Regions from separate parts of the Oryctolagus cuniculus genome. Here region 2 is linked to region 1. A link is a contact called in public Micro-C data. All regions are on one chromosome and are shown on one strand. The core of a region is the stretch at or near the end of the contact, and the rest is flanking DNA. Distances in the headings are between cores, read along the strand shown. Region 1 holds the start of PREPL (prolyl endopeptidase like). Region 2 holds the start of PPM1B (protein phosphatase, Mg2+/Mn2+ dependent 1B).

Region 1 (6,438 bases), core at 1,926-4,425:
ACTTATGTGAACTAGCTAAAATAGGCAAATTTGTACCGAAAGAAAGTAGATGAGAGGGACTAGGGGTTGAGGGAAAGCGAGGGCGGAGTTATTGCCTAACAGACATTTTAGGTGGTGATGACAGTGTTTTGGAAACAGTGGTGATGGCTGCGAAACAGTATGTTAGGTGACAGCACTAAATTGTACACTTAAAATGGCTAATTTTGTATTTGATCACAAAAATATATTCTTATAATTAAGAGGAAGTCCCAACAGACTAAATGAAAAATCAGTACGAAACAAAAATTAAACTGGTAAGATAAAGTACAATATAACAAAAACAACTTACATTTAAGCCAGAAATTAAAATAGCTTAATTTCAAATAAGTAGGAGGGCCATATAATTTATCATTCTAACCAGGATATTTTGAGGAAAGGAGAACACTATTAATAATTGCAAAGTGACAACAGGTGTAGACTGGGAACATCCCAGGCAGCCCTGAGTATGTGACTGCCTGTATTAGGGCATTCAGGTCCCCCACTGTCCTATTAAAGATCCAAATGGTTTTTGCTTTAACAGAGAAATAACATACAGTTATATGGCTTTTAGTGAAGTTTACTTTTAGTGAAGTTTGGGATTCATAAGACACTTGGCGTATTATTAAGTTCTATCAGGAGCTATAAACTGACATCTAGTCGTTTCAGAAAGCTGGATTATATTCGGGAACCCAGTGGCAAGCACATGAAGGAAGCCCTGAGGAGAATCCCTTTCTGTAAGTGTACGTTTTTGTATTTTACATTAGAGACCTATAAATATGTATGAGGGATCTTTTAAAAGTTCTTGGAAAATATGCATGATGAAATAGCTATGCATGAACTTCTAAATTTTTGTAGTCTTAATCCTATTTTTCCATGAACTTTCTCTGAAGTACCCACATAGATATTTTCATAGTGATATTTTGTACAACTGAGTCTGAAAATTTTTAAAAATCAAATTAGATTTATAAAATTAGTAGCTCTGATCATCTATGCATTTATTTTTAAGCTAAAATTGATCTTAATGTCCTACAAATAGGTTAACTTAAACAGTCCATACCTTACGCGAGAAGCTCCGCCTTGGGATGTTTCTTGCTAACTCTGAGATCTTGGGTTTACTCTGCAGACACTCGTTTAGGTGATACTTTCTCAATTTTATTCTATTATAATAGTGATCAGCGAAGGGACAGTGATTCAAATTCTGCTTCTGCATGCACTTCCCAAGGCGAGGAATACCATACTTGAAAGCTCGGAGAAATAACTGGGCCTTCTGCTGCATGGTATCAAAGTCCCTGGTGTCTGCTCCCTTTGGGGCTGCCAGCACATGAATGCTTCCCAAGGTATACTGCACAGCAGTGGCTTCTCAGAGTCCCTAAGATCTGCGGTTCTTATCCCTCCCCTTCAGGGCCTGGCCCCTTCAGTTATCAAAACTGCAAGCAGCTCATAGGACAGGTAAGTCTAAACACCTGTGTAATCTAACGTTTCACTCAAATCATACTTCTTGGCAGCTGTGACTTAAGTGTCTCATGTGTGAAGTCAATTCTATCAAGCACCACTGATTCTCCATCACATAGGGGGCAAACTAAAACAACAGAAAACAAGAAACAAAACAAAAATTTGCAAGTAAATACACAGACTTAATGGAGCATCTAAGGGGTTTCAGGGGTTTAACAGGTGTAATTCTGAATTTATCTCTGGTACCTAAATGGATGATAAACTGGAAAAACCTAATTACTACACGAACACGGGGCACGAGAGATTAATAGTTGCTGAGTGTTGGCTACATGCCAGAGACTTTTATCTAATTGAAACTTCACATAATTTGATAAAGGAGCTATTACGACTCACATTACAGGTGAGCAAATTGGTGCTTGGTGGTTTAAGTAACCCCACCAGATCACCTGGGCAGTAAGCAGTATGGGAAAAAAGTCCAATCTGGCTTCATAATGGACTCTAACGTTAAACAGGTATTCAGCTCTTAAAAAAAAAAAGACTAAAAAACATGGCGAGATGCAAAAATAAAATGTGAAGGCTCTCGATCCTGCTGGGTGGTGGGTTTTAATGGACCTGATAGCTAGTAAATCAGAGGCCCAGGTTCACATGTGGCTCCTGCACTTAACCATGTCTCTGGGCCTCCGTGTCTCCACCTGTAAAGTAATGACATCATTTACCTTCCCGGGTTGTTGGCTGTAAGAATAAAATGATAACTTATGTTAAACTTCAATACAGTGTCCGGCACGTAAGCAACTATGATTAGGAGAGGAACCACCGAGGCAGCTGCACACTGTTGAACCACCCAAGTCGTCCATAAAACGCCCTCGCCCCGCTAGGTCTTCTGTGTCGCAGCAAAGCAGCGGGAGAGTTGGGCTGCGGAGCAGGCGATGCTAGCAAACAGGAAAGAAGCAAGCAAAGGGGGCCCCTGACAACCGGGGTCTGCAAAGGCCCTAGATCACCACATCTGCCACCCGCGTCTCCATCACGCATCCGCAGACCACCCGGCAAGGCTAGGGACGGGGGTGGGGCAGACAAACGGGTGTTCCCAAGGGAACCTATTCGTTTTTCCTGGGCAACCTTGCACCCAGAAATGAGAAGGTCTGAGTGCGAGAGGGAGTGGTACCAGGGAACCCGCAGTCAAGGGACAAGCGTCAAAAAGCGGGGACCCATCGGTTGCGGGAGTAGCTGGATGAAAGGGGAAGAGACCCCCAAGCACAGCACCCCCCCACAATACGTACGCAAATTGAAAGTCAGTCTGGCTCGCGACACAAACGAGTGAAGGCAGGTCGGAGAACCTGAAGCTCTCAGAAAGCAACAGCTGCGCCCACAGCCCCGTCGAGCCGAAGTCTGCGTGCTGCAGCCTGCAGAGCGACAACCTATCCAGAGCAGCCCAGTGCTGGTTTGCAGCACGCCGGCTTACGTAACCCCTACCTAGCACGAACTCTAAGCAGATTTCGCCATTTTTGTTGTGGTCATGGAGCGGATTTTCCCTCCCTAGGTTACGCAATCTTCAAAGATATAAGACTTGTAATAAAGAATTTCTAGTCTTCTGAGCTCTAGACGAACTAGGAGGGCAGAAAACAAGGAGAAACAGCGTCCTATTTGCTCGGCCACAGCTCCCTTACCACCTGGCGTGCCCTCACTCAAGATGGCCACCTGCAAAAATGGTGCAATGACGTGCCGGCGCTGCTCTGGTTGTCAAGGAGACGAATACCGGAAATGCGGAATTCGGGGAGGGCGCGCGCGCAAGTGCCTCAGAAGAGAGGCCGGCCATCACAGGTCCTGACAGGGAAGAAGTAAGCAGGTCCTGACAGGGGAGAGCTGGGTTGGCTGCACATCCGCGTATTGGCGGGTCCAGTGGGATGGAGTCCAGTGTCACGGACAGCGGGGCTGGCGAGACGGAGCGAGCCACGGGTGGGGTCTCGGACATTGGCGGCGCCGCTCAGGGGTCACCAGTCTCGGCGCCCCTCGGAGCTGCCCGGTGGAAGCTCCTGCGGCAGGTAAGGGAGAGCCCGCTCGCCTCACCTGTGCGTCTGGCCACTCCCCTCACAGGTGCGGGGCCAGCTAGCTACCGACCGCTGCGCGTTCTCCTGCGCAGCTCCGCTTGTCGCGAGAAGTGCCCTTTTGCTTCACGTGGTGGTTTTACCAAAAAGGAGGAATTCAGTGGGGTTGGGCGGCTCGGGGAGCAGCCATGGCTGAACCCCGGGGAAACTCGGATCGAAGTAGAAGACCCCTGTCGGGACTTTGGCCGGCGCCGGGGGAACTTTCCGCCTTGCTCGCCAGTCCCCTTCGCGGGCAGCGCTTCGATCCTGCTTCTGTCCCGTCTCCTTCCCTGAGATTCTGGCTTCTGAACTCCCAGCCTGGTCCCTGGTGGCGGTCCCGCTCGCCCCGCGGCTCTTGGCCATCGGCGCGGTCGGCTTACGCGCGTTGCCTGGGTGTCTTCCGTGGGTGAAGTGAGTGGGCCGAGCTGCCGGCTTCCTCCTCCCCCTCTCCCTCGGATGGGGACGTTTCTGTTGGCGTTTGCAGCGATCAGCAAGATACTCGTCAGGGTGTGCTGTCTTACTTGTTAGTGACGAGATCGTCCCGTACTCCAGAGTTGCTGCTGTAGTTCTGGTCACTTCGCCCCTATGCAGATGTGACGGAAATTCTCATTTGTGCAAACGCTCCTTCCAAAGCGCTGGAAGTGAAGACTGTTGATTGGTTCTACACACCAGTGTCATGCCTCTGCCTGAGGTTTTGTGCCGAAAACTTCTCAAGACTACACTTTCCATTTCTTAACTACTTGGAGAAGCATCTCCTAGCTACGGCCCGCCTTGCTGGAGATCGCACTTTTTGTATTTTGGGGGTGGCTTTTTTCTTTTTGTATTTGGGGATGTTGTCGCGTTTTTGCATACTTTGGCCTTTGTGTGTTGATAGGGACATAACTCATTAGACTTCAGTAAGATCATTTCTTCACTGTGCATTGACAGTCTTCTCGAGTATTAATGATCTGGTTTTGCTATTCATGTTATAAATGGTAATAAAATACTCTCATAGATCATTGTTATTGGAACTGTCTGTAGTGAAGTAAACATCTTCTAAGATAGAATTAGCGACTGGTGAATAAGGAAGGGTCTTAAATTAGTCACGCACGGGGCCAGCGCTGTGGCCTAGCGGTTAAACCCGCCTTCTGCAGTGCCGGCATCCCATACGGATGCCATAAGTCAGTGCCTGTTCAAGTCCCAGCTGCTCCACTTCCAATCCAGCTCTCTGCTATGGCCTGGGAAAGCACCAGAGGATGGCCCAAGTGCTTGGGCTCCTGCACCTGTTGGAGACCCGGAGGAAGCTCCTGGCTCCTGGCTTCAGATCTGCCCAGCTCCCTCAGTTTCAGCCATCTGGGGAGTGAACCAGTGGATGGATGGAAGCTCGCTCACTCTCTCTTTCTCTCTCTCTCCTTCTGCCTCTTTGTGGTTCTACCTTTCAAATAAATAAATAAATAAATCTTTTTCTAAAAAGTGAGTCATACACACACGGAGCCTCCTTAATCCAGAAATGTGAAATCTGAATTGCTCCCAAATCTGACACTTCTTAGTGTGACATGCGGCCAGAGTGGGACGTTCCACACCTGACATGTGATGGTCACAGTGAAAATGCATGTGCAGTAAAAGTATTGTGAAAAGTGATCTTCAGGCTATGTGTATAAGTGATTTATAAAACAGAAATGAATTTCTTGTTAGACTTGGGTGTCATCCTCAAGATAGCTCAGTAGGTATAAGCAAATATTCCACAATCTGAAAGCTGAGACACTTCGGGTCCCAAGCATTTCAGAAAAGGGAAGGGATGTTCAGCCTGTGCCTGTATGTCAGTGTTGAGATACACACTGCTGCTTTTGCTACTCAGTGACACGACTTCACTGTTTCTTAGTACAGTAAAAACTCGAGCTCATCAGCACTTGCATTCATTCTGGGTTGCTGCCAAAGTCAGAAAGTGGCGAGTTTCAACTATGGTACCAGTTGAACTCCACACATTCTGACATTTCATATTTTGGCCTCCGGTGCCTGCTGGCCTTCTTCTCTACCTGGTGAATGACTGTTCATCCTTCAGACCCCCATTTCATTCTACTCTTCTGCAAAGCCACCCCCAAATCCTCAGCTGGCAAATCCCTTATCACGTTGTTTTATGATCATTTGATTAGAGTGTTTTTTTCACTAGGATAGGAGTTCTCCCTTGGAAAAGAAGATGTATCATTAACCTCCATCCTCTGCACTAGCACAGATCCTAGATAATTGCTTTTTAGTAAATACTATTGCTTGTGGACAGCTTGAGAGTAGGGATAATTTTTAAGTGGCCCATGGGACCTAGTCCTTAGGGTATTATATCAGTTAGCTATTGCTGAGTAACGAACAACCACCCCATTGTAATGACATACAACCATGAGCCTTGATGTATTTATGCATCTGTGGATCACCTGGTTGTGTACTGACAGAGGCTGTGAACAACTGAGTGGCTCTGTGCTGCATGCTTGGTCCACATGCCTCTAATCATTGGACTGATTGACATGTTCTCATGGTGATGGCAGAAATGTAAGAGGGCAAGCTCAACCAGTCTTCCTTTGACTGGTTCACCCTCCACATGCCTGTAAGAACCAGGGTTAGAGCAAGCTGGAGGCAGTAACCAGGAACTCAGTTTGTGTCTCCTACTTGGGTGACAAGTCCCAAGTACTTAAACCATTATCTGCTGCCTTCTCAGATTAGGAAGCTGAATTGGAAGCAGAGCTGGGATACTCTGATACCAGCTGCAGACATCTGAAGTGGTGTCTTCACCACAGCACCAACTATCTGCCCCCCATGGCAACACATGTTAAGTCCCTCTTGCATTATGCTTACTAACATCGTTTTGGTCAAGGTAAGATTCTTGGCCAAGTCCAAAGTTAAAGGGCAGGGAAGTATA
Region 2 (6,438 bases), core at 2,660-5,159, 210 kb before region 1:
AATGACAGGTCATCCTTTCCTTCCCTCCCCCTCCCCTCTGGCTCATTAAATGACTAAAAAGCTGTCCTAGCTTTGGAGCCACACTGGGCAGTGTATGATTTAGGACAGTTTTTGGGACATTTTGCTCTGGGGACCCCCTGTGCTCTTACAGATTAATGAGGTTCCCAAAGAGCTTCTATGTATATAAATTATATCCATAAACATTTGTGGTATTAGAAGTTAAAATAGGGGCTGGCATTGTGGCGTAGCAGGTAAAGCCACCACCTGTGATGCCCACATCCCACAACAGCGCTGGTCTGAAACTCAACTGCTCCGCTTCTGATCCAACTCCCACTAATGTGCCTGGAAAAGCAGAAGAAGATGGCCCAAGTCCTTGGGTCCCTGCACCCATGTGGAGACCTGGAAGAAGATCCTGGCTCCTGGCTTTGGATGGGCTCAGCTCCGGCCGTTGGGGCCATTTGGGGAGTGAACCAGCAGATGGAAGATCTTTCTCTCTCTGTAAACTCGGCCTTTCAAATAAATAAATGAATTAAAAAAAAAAAATTAGGCCGGCACTGCAGCTCAATAAGCTAATCCTTCGCCTGCAGCACCGGCAACCCGGGTTCTAGTCCCGGTTGGGGCACCGGATTCTGTCCCGGTTGCTCCTCTTCCAGTCCAGCTCTCTGCTGTGAACTGGGTGTGCAGTGGAGGATGGCCCAAGTGCTTGGGCCCTGCACCCGCAGACACCTGGCTCCTGGCTTTGGATCAGCGCGGTGCGCCGACTGCAGCGCGCCGGCCGCAGCAGCCATTGGGGGGTGAACCAACGGCAAAGGAAGACCTTTATCTCTGTCTCTCTCTCTCACTGTCCACTCTGCCTGTCAAAAAAATAAATAAAAAATAAAAAGCCCAAAAAATTAAATAGAAAAATATTAGTTCATAAAAATAACAATAAACTCACTTGTGCCCACAAAAATTTTTTTTTAGATTTATTTATTTGAAATGCAGATTTAGAGAGGGAGAGACAATGAGAAAGAAGTCTTCCACCCGCTGGTTCACTCCCCAGATGGCCGCAACAGCCAGGGCTGTGCCAGGCTGAATCCAGGAGCCAGGAGCTTTATCTGAGTCTCCCACTTGGGTGCAGGGGCCCAACGACTTGAGACATCTTCTGCTTCCTCAGGCATATTAAAAGGGAGCTGGATGGGAAGTGGAGCAGCTGAAACTCCAACCAGCATCCAAAACGGAGGCAGGAGGTGGCTTAACCTGTTATGCCATAGTGCCGCCCCCCCCCAAATATTTTTTTAAGATGAAACAACTGTATTTTCCAAAACAAACAAAACATTAGTAATGCAAATTTCTTTAACAGCTGGCTTAACAGAACATAGCTGAATTCCCATAAGTGCTTTTACATTCAGTCTGTTAAACACACACATGCTATTGTAGCCTCTGGAAAACTACACTGTATCTTGTGAGAGAGTGAGAATCAAACAGGCAAATAATGTCAGTGTTGTTATGAAAATAGTGTTGCCCTCTGGACTCTCAGGGGGCCCCCAGACTATGAGATCTGCTGATTTTTTCTACATATTTCTCTTCTTTCCCTTTACAAGGTCAATGTTATTTACACGGAAAGACCAATTTGGGGTTTTGGCACAGTGGTTAAGATGCCATTTGGGACGCGTACATTCCACATCAGTGTCTTAGGTTTGAGTCCTGACTCTGCTGATTCTGGCTCTTGCACCCCCTGGGAGGCAGCAAGTGTTGGTCCTAGTACTTGGGTCTCTGCTAGCCACATGGGAGACCTGGGTGAAAGTTTGGGCTCCTCAGCTCTTGGCTTTGGAGCCTGACCTACCCCTGGCTGTTGTAGGCATTTGAGGAGTAAGCCAGCAAATGGACAGTATCCCTAACTCTGCCTTTCAAATACATACATACATAACTCTGAAACAAATAAAAAGCAACTGCTTTGAGACCCTTCTGTGGCTGCTTGGAGTCTCAAAGACAAGCGTCCCCAGGTGTTCACTTTTTGATCTTTACCATGGTTCCTATTTTTGGAAGTTGAGGTACTAGATTTTCTCTCCCTTATAATGAGCTATGTCAGGCAGAGAGGTGCCATTTAAGGAAATATATCCAAAAAAATCATACTGTTAGTACTTCATGACAGTTGTATGATCCCATATTGATGATGAATACTACTTTTTCTCTCACTGTATAAAAAGTGGGGAAGTGGAATTTCCACTCATGGCTGCCTCTTTCCCATTCCAGTGAGTTTCAAACGTTAGTATGATAAAAAATCATCTGGGGAACTATTTAAAAATTTACCTTTCTGAGCCTTATCCCCGAGTCGCTGATTTTGTAGGCATGAGTGCATCTGAGAATTTGTGCCCCAGCTGATTCTGATGTTGGGTGTTTATTCCACTTGCTGTAAGAAGCACCATCCTTCCTCATACAAACCTGAGTAGGTTAAAACACAGCCTGAATTGAAATCGAGTCTTAGGTTTTATTTCTGCCATCCTCACCATGGGCCTGTGCAATTGTCTATTCCCAAATTTGCCCTTCTCCCCAAAACACAGACAGCTCCTAAGTGGAGAAGCCCTTTGTTGAATCTGAGCTTAAATTGTCTGCCAAGACCAACTTACAAGAAGGTATGACTGAGGTTTAAATCCTTTTTCAGGGCATTTGCATAAAAAATAACCTAAGGGAAGTACTGAAATGCCTCTTTGGGGGAACAAACTTGGCAACAGCTTCTAGTCTAAGTCGGCCGCAGGAGGAAATCACCGTCACTTCCATCTTTTGCCTACTGAGTCCCACTGCCATTCGTTCTGGAGCTTTCCTCGGCAAACCCATGCCCAGGTTAGGATCCTTTATGCCGTCACCATCCTTGAAGGGTTTCAATTATTACCTATCCTCCTGCACCGCCTTTGCCTAATTTACTTTTCTATCTCCAGCCCGGCAAACAGCAGGCGTTCATTAACAGCAAAAGGAACGAGTTAGTCAACGTCAGAGCCAAGCTCAGGAGTTCTCTTTTAAATCCATGCTGACTGGAAAAAACCAAACAAGGAAATGTCTACGGCTGAACGCCAGGCATTTGGGCGAATAAGAAATGAAAGTAACCCCTCGCAGCAGAAAATCCTACTGACAGGATCACCTGTCCCACGTTCTCAGCTGGCTGCTCCTCAATTTCCCGCCCACTCCCTTCCCTTCCGGAGACAGGTCCGGCAGGTAGCCTGGCCGAGCGGCTCTGATTGGTCTGCGATGATTTCATTGTTAGGAAACATCCGGGTCTTTCTCCTCCCCGCAACACCTCCCCAGAGCCCTGCCTTCCCCGTTTCCCACCCTCCACCCGCGGCCGCAGCAAAACAACCGCCTCTTCCCAGCCCGTTTCTGGGCTTCGTCTGTGCTGTCGCTTCCCGTCTCTTCGCCGAAGAGAGGCGTTTATTTCCTCCAATGAGGGGCCTAGGAGGACTTTATTAGCCAATCAGTAGCCAGCCCCCTGCAATGGCGGGTGGGTCTAGGCCTCCACACCTATAACTGGCCAGCCCGTTGGGTCCTTTATGGCGGTTGTTTAACTCAAGGCTTAGAGGTCAGAGTTAAGGGGGCACGGCTCTGGCAGAACGGGAAGGACCCGCATACTTTGTGGGGTTGACCGTTTTTGACGGCCAGCCAATCGCTTTCGGATACCTCCCCGCCTTTTGCGCGTTCATTTAAAAAACGTCCGTGTGACGGACTTGGAAATTGATTCAGTGACGGACACACACACAAAGCCAATGACTGAGAGTTCGGACCACCGTTTGGACCAATAAGGGAAGGGAGCTGTTGAGGCTCGGGCTGTGCGGGGCGGGGCGCAGGTGGGCGTAATTTGATTGACGTAGTCCCTCGCGTATGGGCGGTAGGGTGGGCTGGTCCACGACGTCCAGGAGGTGGTGCGCAGCGGAGGCGGGGCTGAATGAAGTCAATGGTAATGAAGGGTTGGGTCTCACTCAGTGGGCGGTGTTTGATGGATAGTTGGTCTTGCCAATTGAATGTGGTCACTGATGTCCAATGGGAAATTAGGAACTCAGAGGCGGGGCCGTGTAGGCGGGGAAACTAAGTCTGGAGGTACCAGGTGAGCCGAATAGGGAGGGGAGCGGTGATTGACGGGCCTCTCAACAAACCGGAGGCCGCGAGAGGACGCGTGGTGTCCCAGTAGCGGGCGCGGGGGGGGCGGGGCTCGCCGAGGGGCGGGGACGACCGGGTACGGGGAGGGGGTTGCAGAAGGAGCCGAGCGGCTGCTGCTCAATGGCGGAACAGCCGCCGGTGCTCTGACCGCCTGGTCCCCCTGGCAGTTGCGGGGGAGTTTCCTGCCGGCGCAGCTGGAGTCTCTGTTTCTCAGTGTTCGCTGGCTGGAAGATGCTCCAGAGAGACGAGGCTGCGGCGGAGGAGGTGGCGGCGGCCGAATCGGCAGCGGCGCTAGGGTGGAGAGAAGGCGGCAGCGGCGGCGGCGGCGGCGTGAGGGGCTGGGCGGTGTAAACAGCCCCGGAGGCGGCGGAGGCAGTGGCCGAGACCCCGAGGGCGAAGCGACGGCTGGGGCTGGGCCGTGCCTCGGTTGGAAACCTGGGCCGAGAGCAGCAGGGGGCTCGGCGGCGGGCGCGAGCGAGAAGCCCTAGACTTCGCCTCCCTCCCTCGCCCCAGGTAAGGCCGCTCGGCGCCTCGCCGGAGGGGACACGGCCGGCGGCCTCGCCGAGGCCCGGGTGCCGTTCCTGGGTGCGCCGGGCTGCGGGCCGGGGCCTCTGTCCCCGCTCTGCCGCCGGGTCTGGGCAGCGGAATGCCGGGCCTGGCTGCTGGGTAGGCCCTTTTGCCTGGCCGCCGCCTCCGCTCTCGGCTTAGGGCGCGGGGAGGGCACAGGAGTTTGCTCGAACGCCGGGAAAGTCAACTGCTCCCCGGTCTCTGCCGCAGTCTGCCGGCCTCTCGTTGGCGAGAAAGCGCTGGGCTTCCGCGGGCCCGGCCCGCCGCTGCCCGGTGCGCGGCTGACCGGGAGACGCTCGCTCAGCCCGAGCCTCGCGCTGCGCCCCGCTGCACTTCCTCGTTCAGCCCCCGCTCCGGGCGTCCCCCCGTGCCCTTCCTCCTCGGCGGCCCTGAGCCTGTCTCTCTTCTCATCAGCCTCCCGGCCTTCCCAACCCCGTCCTTTTCGATGTCATTCTTAGCAGCGGAGTTGCTGTGGTCAGGACCCCGGTCTGCCAGGGTCCCCATAAACAAGAGGCTGATCAGCTTTGTCGATCCGTTTTATTTAATGCTTTAAACCTGGTGTTCTTTACAGACAGTAGTATTAGACGTGGGGTGTATAAATGACACTGAAGTAATTTTAAAGATGAAGGACCCAGCGAGTGTTGCAAATAGTTACTTCTTCGTTTTTTGTTTTTTTTTTTTTTTGAAGTTGCGTGACCTCTCGTGTCAGCTTTAGCAGATCTAGGACGTTGGCCCATCCTATTTGGCAAAAGTGTTTCCTTAAGCGTTTGGTAGCAGCCAGAAGTCGTCGGGATTCGAGTCTTCCAAAACTTAGAAAAAAAACAAAACTGTAGGATAAAGCTAGAAGCTGTTTGGATAAAGTCACTGTTAAAGAGCCTTTAAAATAGTCTCCACATGTTTAACCTATCAAAATAAAGTTGGCAGGAGTCTTGTCGAAGGATTATTTAGGAATTCTAGTAGTCTTCGTGTTATGTAGCTATTTTGGGAAAAACATTCTTTTTCTGTCAACAAACGTTTACAACTCCTGTGATGTGAGAATTACTGAGGTTTATTGTGGGATTAACACAGGAACTCTCTTTATTTGAGCTACTGCATGGATGGAGAAGTGGTAGCTGGTTCAGGGAAGACATTGTAAGTCACGGTATGTCCTGGGAGATGGAGAAACTTGCCATGGACGCTGCATGTTAATAGATATTATTTCATTTACTTTCTCTGTTGTGCAATAGCAGAGTCCTATTGTTGGCCTACTTTTAAATGGAGCATTTCTTGATAGTGAGGCAAGTTGTTCTAATTATTATGATGGACTTTTCCAAGAGTACAGGTTTTTAAAAGAAATGTCTAGTTGAAGTAATATTAAAATGGTGATTTTTTTTTTAAAAGATGAGATTTTGTAGGTCTCCCAAATGGACTGTGTGTTATTATAAAAGTTTTAAAATTTAATGTTTGGAACAGAATTTTTTTCAGGATTAGCTTTTTTTTTTAGCTGTGCTTGCTTTCTCTCAAAGCCGCCTTTGTCTTTTTTTTCCTTTTAATGGTTGTTGTTTGTGTTTTCCTCTCATAATGTCTTATCACAGTTTTCTGCAGTGGTTTTTATGTTAATGTATTATTAGCAAGGAGTAGTATATTTTTATTTGAGCTTTTATATCAATTTTTAAAAAATTTCTCCAGTTTTGTACCTTAGCCTTTGGATTTGTTTGCGTGTGTGTTTTAAAGCGTAATTTTTTATTTACTTGAAAGGCAGAG

What was found. Hi-C and Micro-C count contacts between places; a contact is called where the count stands out from the background.
Region 2: a contact with region 1 is called in a Micro-C map of ear pinna, with 8 times the contacts expected there. The contact joins the promoter of PPM1B here to the promoter of PREPL in region 1. A contact is called at or near these places in 3 of 6 Hi-C or Micro-C datasets (ear pinna, psoas muscle and an unstated tissue).

What each region holds. Positions count from the first base shown.
Region 1 is chr2:158,376,746-158,383,183 of mOryCun1.1, reverse strand. It overlaps PREPL (prolyl endopeptidase like), which reads right to left and starts at 3,175. Exons shown (of 15, transcript XM_070069182.1): 1 at 2,748-3,175; 2 at 1,076-1,597. The coding sequence starts at 1,294. It overlaps CAMKMT (calmodulin-lysine N-methyltransferase), which reads left to right and starts at 3,235. Exons shown (of 8, transcript XM_070069190.1): 1 at 3,235-3,509. The coding sequence starts at 3,372.
Region 2 is chr2:158,590,998-158,597,435 of mOryCun1.1, reverse strand. It overlaps PPM1B (protein phosphatase, Mg2+/Mn2+ dependent 1B), which reads left to right and starts at 3,909. Exons shown (of 7, transcript XM_051842958.2): 1 at 3,909-3,928.